Linked DNA regions of Mus musculus: region 1 is linked to region 2. The links are chromatin contacts, called in public Hi-C maps. All regions are on one chromosome and are shown on one strand. Each heading gives the region's core, a stretch centred on a gene start, on an enhancer-like site or on the middle of the called end of the contact. The rest is flanking DNA. Distances are from core to core; before and after follow the strand shown. Region 1 overlaps Tanc1 (tetratricopeptide repeat, ankyrin repeat and coiled-coil containing 1). Region 2 overlaps Tanc1 (tetratricopeptide repeat, ankyrin repeat and coiled-coil containing 1).

Evidence for each region. Hi-C and Micro-C count contacts between places; a contact is called where the count stands out from the background.
Region 1: a Hi-C map of muscle stem cells shows a contact between it and region 2, with 1.8 times the contacts expected there. The contact joins two enhancer-like sites. A contact is called at or near these places in 3 of 484 Hi-C or Micro-C datasets (muscle stem cells and nephron progenitors), 1 of 115 datasets of contacts at active chromatin or transcription factors (embryonic stem cells) and 1 of 9 other capture datasets (embryonic stem cells).

What each region holds. Positions count from the first base shown.
Region 1 is chr2:59,684,114-59,688,012 of GRCm38.p6, reverse strand. The region is part of intron 2 of Tanc1 (tetratricopeptide repeat, ankyrin repeat and coiled-coil containing 1); the gene reads right to left. Among named protein-coding and RNA genes, the nearest start is that of Tanc1, 74 kb to the right of the region's middle. Within about 2 kb of position 2,467, at least 24 of the 459 cell types and tissues checked have an H3K27ac peak or open chromatin away from gene starts, as enhancers often do. A contact at or near this core is called in muscle stem cells, where this site is marked.
Region 2 is chr2:59,822,774-59,826,793 of GRCm38.p6, reverse strand. The region is part of intron 19 of Tanc1 (tetratricopeptide repeat, ankyrin repeat and coiled-coil containing 1); the gene reads right to left. Among named protein-coding and RNA genes, the nearest start is that of Wdsub1, 58 kb to the left of the region's middle. Within about 2 kb of position 2,378, at least 89 of the 459 cell types and tissues checked have an H3K27ac peak or open chromatin away from gene starts, as enhancers often do. A contact at or near this core is called in muscle stem cells, where this site is marked.

The DNA of each region.
Region 1 (3,899 bases), core at 1,218-3,717, 140 kb after region 2:
TTCTTTTGGATTTTATTTGAGACAGGGTCTCTCTATGCAATCCTGGCTATCCTAGAGTTTGCTATGTGAATCAGGATGGACTTGAACTCATTCAAGGTATGTGCCACCACACTCAACCTGATAGTTTGGGTTTTTTTCCTGATCTCTCCCAAAGTGTTTCTAATATGCAGCCAGCAACACTTAACACATGTGTTAGGCTCTGTTCTTAGTGTGTTGCATGTATGGAGTCATTTCTATTCTATTCTTGGCCACTGGTGCTAAAATTTGTCCTCTGGATGTTGTTCACATCTCCGGCTTCTTTCTAAGGTTCCAACCACAAACCAAAGTACAAATCCATCCCAGGTTCACCCTGGGGGAACCAATGAGAATACTGGGGTGGCCAATGAGTACAGGTGACCAGTAAGGAGACACACAGAGATAGTCTTCACCCTGCGTGGATGCTGGCTTCCTCTGGGCCACTCCAATGGAACCCCCTTCTCTGAGTTGTCCCTAACCCATATATCCTAGCCCCTCTTCCAGGCCACAAAAAGAGGCCACGGACAGACAGAATATCATACAAATGGCTGGGAGGGGTGGCTGACTACTCACTCAGGTGACTTTCCAATGACCCTCCTCTCCCAGTCTTTCTTAGAATCTAGGAGGAAATGCCAACAGCTGGCCCATGTGACTCTGTTTTAAGTATAGGCCCAGCTGTTCTCGCTCATAAGGGTGATGGTAGCTTGAAGGATAGGGCAGTCTTTTAGAACGTCCATAAACATTTGGTCATAGAAAGCAGTCTGGGGCTGGGCAGATGGCTCAGTGTTTTAAGAGCAATGGCTTAAGAGGATCCAGGTTCAATTCCCAACAACCATGACTGTCTCTGACCCCAGTCCTAGGTGATCCAACACCCTCTTCTGGCCTCCAAAGACTCATGGTACACAGACACATATGCAGGTAAAACACCCATACAGGTAATTTTTGGAAAGCAGTTTTTACCAGGAGGCGGTGATGCACACCTTTAATCCACAGAACTCAGAAGTTGGGAGTCAGGAGGATTTCTGTGAGTTTAAGGCCAGCCTAGTCTACAGAATTAGTTGCAGGACAGCCAGAGATACACAGAGAAATTCTGTCTTGAAAAACAAACAAACACAAAATGATAATAAAAATAAGAACATAAAAGAGCAGTTTTAAGGGGGACTACCACCAGAGCCACAGAGGTCACACAGACATAGATGCTAGATGACTGTATTTCCTAACTGACCCCAACAGCTCCCAAATGGGGGGTACCCAAGCTCCAGAAAACTGAAAGCCAAAGAAAGCCAAGTCATGTCAAGACACAAAGGTCAAACATAATAAGGTGTCTTGGTTTTATTTAATGCCAAGAAATCCATTAGCAAATTATTTAACAAATCCAGTCTCTAAGTTCAATGAGAAAGGTATGTGTCAGCCACAATGGGAATTTCTAACTTTGGGGTATCATAGGCCATTTCAGCACTCCAGACTCTCTACTGGAATAATGATCTTGAATGTTTACGTAGAAAATATGATTGCAAAGAAAATTAATTATATTGAAACATAATTTCCAAAATTATTTAAAAAGCAACAGGAGCACTAATATGTCCTTAACACTTAAATAATTTGAGTAGGAAGCCTTATAAATCTGGCAGTTTTTAAGGCAATGATGATTAAAAATAATACTCTGCATCTGGCAACATTGTACAAAGTCCGCATTAAAACCTTAGAAATTGTTGCTGGCTTTCATGACTGAAGCAAAGATGAGGGATAGAGAAATAACGTCCATTGCTCCAGCCACTTAGATACAGTTTATCCAATGGCTCCAAAGCTTACAGACCCAAAAGAGCTTTGCTAGCAGCTCAGGTACTTACAATTAAGCAAAAGATAACTTAGTAATTACAGAGTAATCTGCCAGGGCACACGCTCACATGATTGGCCGCTTCTCATCGTCACCTCTGCTAGGCTAGCATCAGAACACTAGTTTTCCAGTAGTACAAAAGTTCTTGATATCAAAAGGTCCATCCGTGGCAAATCACTGATCGGACCACACTCACCCAGCCTGGACTGCAGGAGGGAACCTGCTATTTGCGTAGCAAGACAACACGCAAACCTGTAAACACAAGTTCATGTGTGGGCCAAATGTTCTTCAAGCGCACTGTTGGCTTTACTGTTTTCTATGTGCTTACTGTTTGCAGGAGGGGAGTGGGAGGGAGGGGCAGGTATCTCTCTACAGAGCTTGAACTCTGAGTAGACCAGACTGACCTTGAATTTGCAGCAATACACCTGCCTCAGCCTTCTGAGCACAGGGAGTGCACCCCCACACTGAGAGTCTCACTGTTTTCTAACAGCGCATTTAGTCTGGTAACCACCATCTTTCAGCTAACTGCATTGGGCTTCCCAGGAAGGGTTACCCAAGGCCTGCCTCTCCTGCCCACCACTGCGGAGCATACAGTTGGGCCGCTCCCCAGCTTCACACCCTAAATCAGGAGATCCCCGAAGAAAGATAACTATGACTCAAAGTCTAAAATTCACGGACTCACACTGGGCAGCGCCAAGTTCTCATGCTCTCTGGTAACTGAGACGGCTTTTGTTCGAGAGACTTGAACTACAGCAACAGCTGCTGCTGGCGCACGGTGCTTTTCGAAGATTAATAATATTACCTAAGTCTGGGTCCCAGTGTCAGCTGCAGCAGCAACCAGCCGCGCTTTCCAGAAAAGATGCAAGCCCTGGACTATGCTTAAAACACTGGGTGGTGGCTCCGAAATAACTGGGCACTCGGACCCCATTCAACAGTACAAACCACCCCAACTAAATCTGAATCAAAGAGAAAATTTCTCTGTGTGTGGAGACAGCAAACATTATTTTTAGGAGTCCTATAAAAATCTTAATCAAGCTTATGTATCTGGGGCCTAGGAGTGTAGCTCAGTTGATAAAGTGCTTGCAGAACACCCACAGAGACCCAGCACTGGACAAACACAGTGGATGGCACAAGCCTGATCCCAGCACTAGGGACACCAGTGACAATAAATCAGAAATTTGCGGTTATACTTGGCTACATAGGGAGTTTGAGCCCAGCCTGGACTACATGAGACTGTACCTCAAAAACATACAAGTAAGAAAAACAAACCGATGTAGTTCAAGTTTTAAATCTAAAGCTATGTGCCCTTCCCCAGTCCACATATATATGTTTTGGTTTGTTTTGTTTGGGTTGTTTTTTTTTTTTTTTTTTGGTTTGTTTTTTTGTTTTGGGGGTTTTGTTTTGTTTTGTTGTTTTTCCTCAAAACTCAGTTAAAGATTCAACTGAAGCCCTTAGTAAGCCTGCACTGAGACTGACCACTGACTCTGTCACCACGTCTCTGAACATATGAGGTGTGCCTTGTACTGAGCACTGTGTGAATACACACTTGCACATATACAGAGAGAGAGAAAGAGACAGAGACAGACAGACATCACATCACATTGGATGGGTATGGAGACTGGAATATCCAGAAACCAATTTCCACAATTAGTGCGTTCTCTACACATTTGTCATGTGGAACAAAGAAGCTTCCTAAGTATCAGTGTGTGGTCCACATGCCTTCCTTTAAGGAAAGAGCCCCCGTTAGCGTCCAGTGGAAAAAACAGGGCACATGTTTCTGAGCGACTCTGAATTAGGGACCACCAATCCGAGGTTCTTCTACTTAAAATGAAGATGCTACACAGATGTACTTGGTTTTCAGTCTCAATGGAACATCCCCCTGGTACAGCAAAATATGTCTGCCCCAAAGCTGGGATAGAGAATAATCTGTTAAGTAGCCAAATCTTGGTGGAGTGAAACCAAATCCTTTTGGCCTGCTCCTAAACCTCACGAGCTCATATTTCTAGGTTCTGATCATTCTTCGGAAAGCATCGAACCGCATTCATCT
Region 2 (4,020 bases), core at 1,129-3,628:
AGTATCATGGTCTGTCTTTCTCTCCCTGATATCTCAGCACAAGATGAGGTGGACAGAGTCCTGTGGAGGGCATCACAGTGGGTGTCCGAGGAAAGGCAGGAAGGCATGTCACATTTCTAGGTCAGTGTTTCACATTCTCAACAGACCCCAGAGAGTACTGGACACATGCCTTTTCTCTAGTCTCTCACCTGGTCATGTGCTATGGGGGGAACAAAGAAAGGGTGAGTGTCCCAAATCCTCAAAGCCAAACTGTGAAACTCTTCAAAAATGCCTGCTTAACTATGCTCCAAGTTTTCAACTTAGAACATTGCTAGTTATGAAAACACCCATATACTCTGGAAAACTCACAAGTTTGAAAAATTTTTTGGTCCCAAGCATTTTAAGTAAATACACACACTTATGTGTGTATTTAAAAAACCTGAATGTGTTTTTTTGTATCCATGAAACCATTTCATACACAACTCCTGGGGGGCACGTGCTAGCTAGTCTTATCTGTTCCCAGAAAAGCTCACCAGCTTGCCTGGGACCACGAAGTAAGAGAGTGGAAAGATGGCTCAGTGGTTAAGAACACTGACTGCTCTCCAGAGGTCCTGAGTTCAATTTCCAGCAACCACATGGTGGCTCACAACCATCTGTAGTAGGATCTGATGCACTTTTCTGGTGTGTCTGAAGAGAACAACAGTGTATTCACATAAAATAAATAAATAAGTCTTAAACAAAACAAAACAAAACAAAACAAAACAAAACCAAACCCTGAATGTCGTAAGGACCAAATTGAACACAGCAAGGTTAAAATATAAATTCTTACTAAAAGCTCTCCAATCTACCTAAAGACCAAAGATAAAATAAAAATGAACAAGCAGTCATTAGTAAATAATAAGGCACTCTACTCCGTTCTTTGAGGCCTGAGGTAGCCATGGGTAAACCTAGACTTCCATGGCGCCCTAAACCTTAGATATTAGTTCAAAAGCCACAGAACAGAAAGGAAAATGAGTCCACAGAGTCAGGAGGGACACTTAAATTACAAAGGATGAAATGCTTTCTCAGCTCTGTGACCTTGTGTGCAGGTAGGTATACGCATCCAGCCTACCCTACAACTGGAGGCCTGGAGAACACAGCACCCCTCTGACAGGGCGATACTTTGGACAGAGGTGGCCACATTCTGCCCAGGAAGAGCCAACAGTGAGTAGGACTAGGAAGCTTGTGCCCGCCCACACTCCCCAACCCAAATCTCTCATTCCACTGACAGAAGAGAAAACTTGGCTCACCTTAGGAACAGCTTTGGCGGTGGGAGCCAATTACTTACAATAGCCAAACTCACTTGTAAATTTTCACCAACAAAAATAGCACTGATTCAAAACAAAAGACCTGACACTTTACACAGAGCAGTCAGTCAGTCTTAACCTACTTTGATGGGACATGCTGGGACACCCCTTTTCAGTAACTAGGAAAGCACAGCCCCCAGAGGCATCTATCATCCTATAGTCACAAAGCCCAGGACCAAGTCAATATACAACAGCTTGCTGGAGGGCAGGCAAGGATCAGGAGAGGGCGATGTTATAGAGACAAGGGGGAGAAAGTGTGCAGGGACCATGGCTATACTACACCAGGGAGCGATACACTCAGCAGCTGGCAGCAGCACTCACCCCTTGTGCCCCCCCCCCCCACACACACATACACAGAGCTATGAATCCAACATGGCAGGCCAGGACTATCACCAAACAAAATCGTGTCACTTGTCTCTCTCGCACTATCCCTATCTACCAAGTGCTTCTCATTCCACAAAATGAACATCCTCGGCCTTAAAGCTGTAAAGCTTTCTTTTGTTTTCGACGTTCTCACTTGGTCAATACCCAACACAGCAAGTCCTAGATGAGCCCAATACTGTCCACTCCTCTGCTCAGTAGCCACAGGTAGAACTGATAGCACAAGTGGCCAACACCTCTACCCTGGAGAAACTCCCAGGACAGCATTAGGCAAAGCAGTCACACGAGAGTGAGAAACACAGGAATTCCTGGGCTCGGGAAGCCCACAGTGTGTACACCACAGCTGATCCTGATGAAACAGCTCGACAGTCTGTGGAAACAGTCTCTGCAGACCAGGCAGATGGGAGCCATGGTGGAGAAGTCCTTGCTCTCAGAGAGCAGGCTGCAAAGTGAGAACCCTATTTCCATCTAAACAGAAGCAGGGTGCAGACTCAGGCTGGACCGAAGCCTGGTGCTGGGAACATGGTCTGTCAGTTCCCACAGCATCGTATTAGGTCGCCAGTGAAGTGTCCCTGGTTGTCTCGGCTTGGGTTGATCCACATCAAACACTGATGTGGAAACAGTAACTCAATTCAGTTGGGACTCTGTGGGAGCCGGGGCTGACTCGTCATGGCTGTGGAATGCTGAGGCAGATAATCCAGGCATCTGATGGGCTCCCGCCATGTTTCAGGCTGCCCAGAACTGTGGGATGATCCTCATCTGACAGTCTGTGGGTGGTACAGTGGTGGCCTCACTGGCGGTGCCATTTCTGCTAACAGGTCGGGACTCACTCTCCTCTGAAGACGAGGAGAGGAGAGAAAGGAAGAGGAGACAAGGAAGGAGGCGTGGGGAAAGGAAGGCAGTGGCTCAGTGCTATTGCAACCACAGAACTAACTCACTTTGAAGGGCTTGTCTCTAAACACCGCCCAGACAAGCAGCAGCAGCAGCTCTGTGAAAAGGAAGGGTTTCTAAGTAAAGCCCTCTGCTCCCCAAATCAGCAGGTACTTAGGAGTTTTCTAAAACATGTGGGTTCATCCCAGTGCTCAGACTAAACACGGTTTTAGATGAAAGTCTCTGGAACCTGCAATAAAGCTCTTGCTCTTCTGAGCCAGCTCTTCCTGATGACACATGAGGACACATCAGTTCAAGCACTAAGGATCATCCATGCCTCCTCCTCTCGGCTACCCCTCCCCATCAGGTCTCTCCCTGGCCTTTCTGGTTGAGAGCGGGCGTCACTTCAGACATCCTCCTGCTTTCAATCAGTAGGAGTCATGATGCCCAGACGTGGATGCTGTGAAGCGGGTGCACAGACCCTGCATGGGTCTGTCCCGACGACAGTGAGGAAGTACCTAGTGCAGGAGCTGGTGCTCGCCTCTCAGCATCGCACGCCAGTGATGGCAGATGCGGAGTGCCAGACAGCACAGAGACACTGCACCCTTCAAAGCTGGGTGGGTATGCCTGAAACAGATGTGGAAACCGCCTTGACAACCCCCCCCCCCCCCAGCCAGCCAGGATCTTAAAGCCAAGTTGTTTACAGCTAGATCTACACGGAGAAGACTTGTAAACAGATAGATACAAGGGTTCCAGGAGAAAGAATGAGTGCATTCTCCATATAAAGCTCCCGTTGTTCCTCTACCTTCCCACACCCTGCACAAGGAGCCATTCTCTGGACCCTGGCCTATCTTGTGGCCAACACACAAGGATCTGGGATGTTCTGGACACAAAGCACTGTTGAGAACACTCAAGAATGAGGACCAGGGGCTGGAGCCATGGCTCAGTGGTTAAAAGCACTGACTGCTCTTCTAGAGGTCCTGAGTTCAATTCCCAGCAATTACATGGTAGCTCACAACCATCTGTAATGGAATCTGATACCCTCTTCTGGTGTATCTGAAGACAGCTATAGTGTACTCATATACATAAAATAAATAAGCCGGGCAGTGGTGGCGCATGCCTTTAATCCCAGCACTTGGGAGGCAGAGGCAGGTGGATTTCTGAGTTCGAGGCCAGCCTGGTCTACAGAGTGAGTTCCAGGACAGCCAGGGCTAATACAGAGAAACCCTGTCTCGAAAAACCAAAATAAAATAAAATAAATAATTCTTAAAAACAAAAACAAAAAAGAATGAGAACCAGGCAAAGCCACTGACCAAGCAACCACTCTCACTGCTGAGAATTCCTACTGTGATGAGGACCAGACAACATGTGGGGAGCACTACCCTACAGTCGCTAAGGAAAGGCCAGGCCCTGATGCTTAGAAGAAGCTGGTGATGAAGGCTGT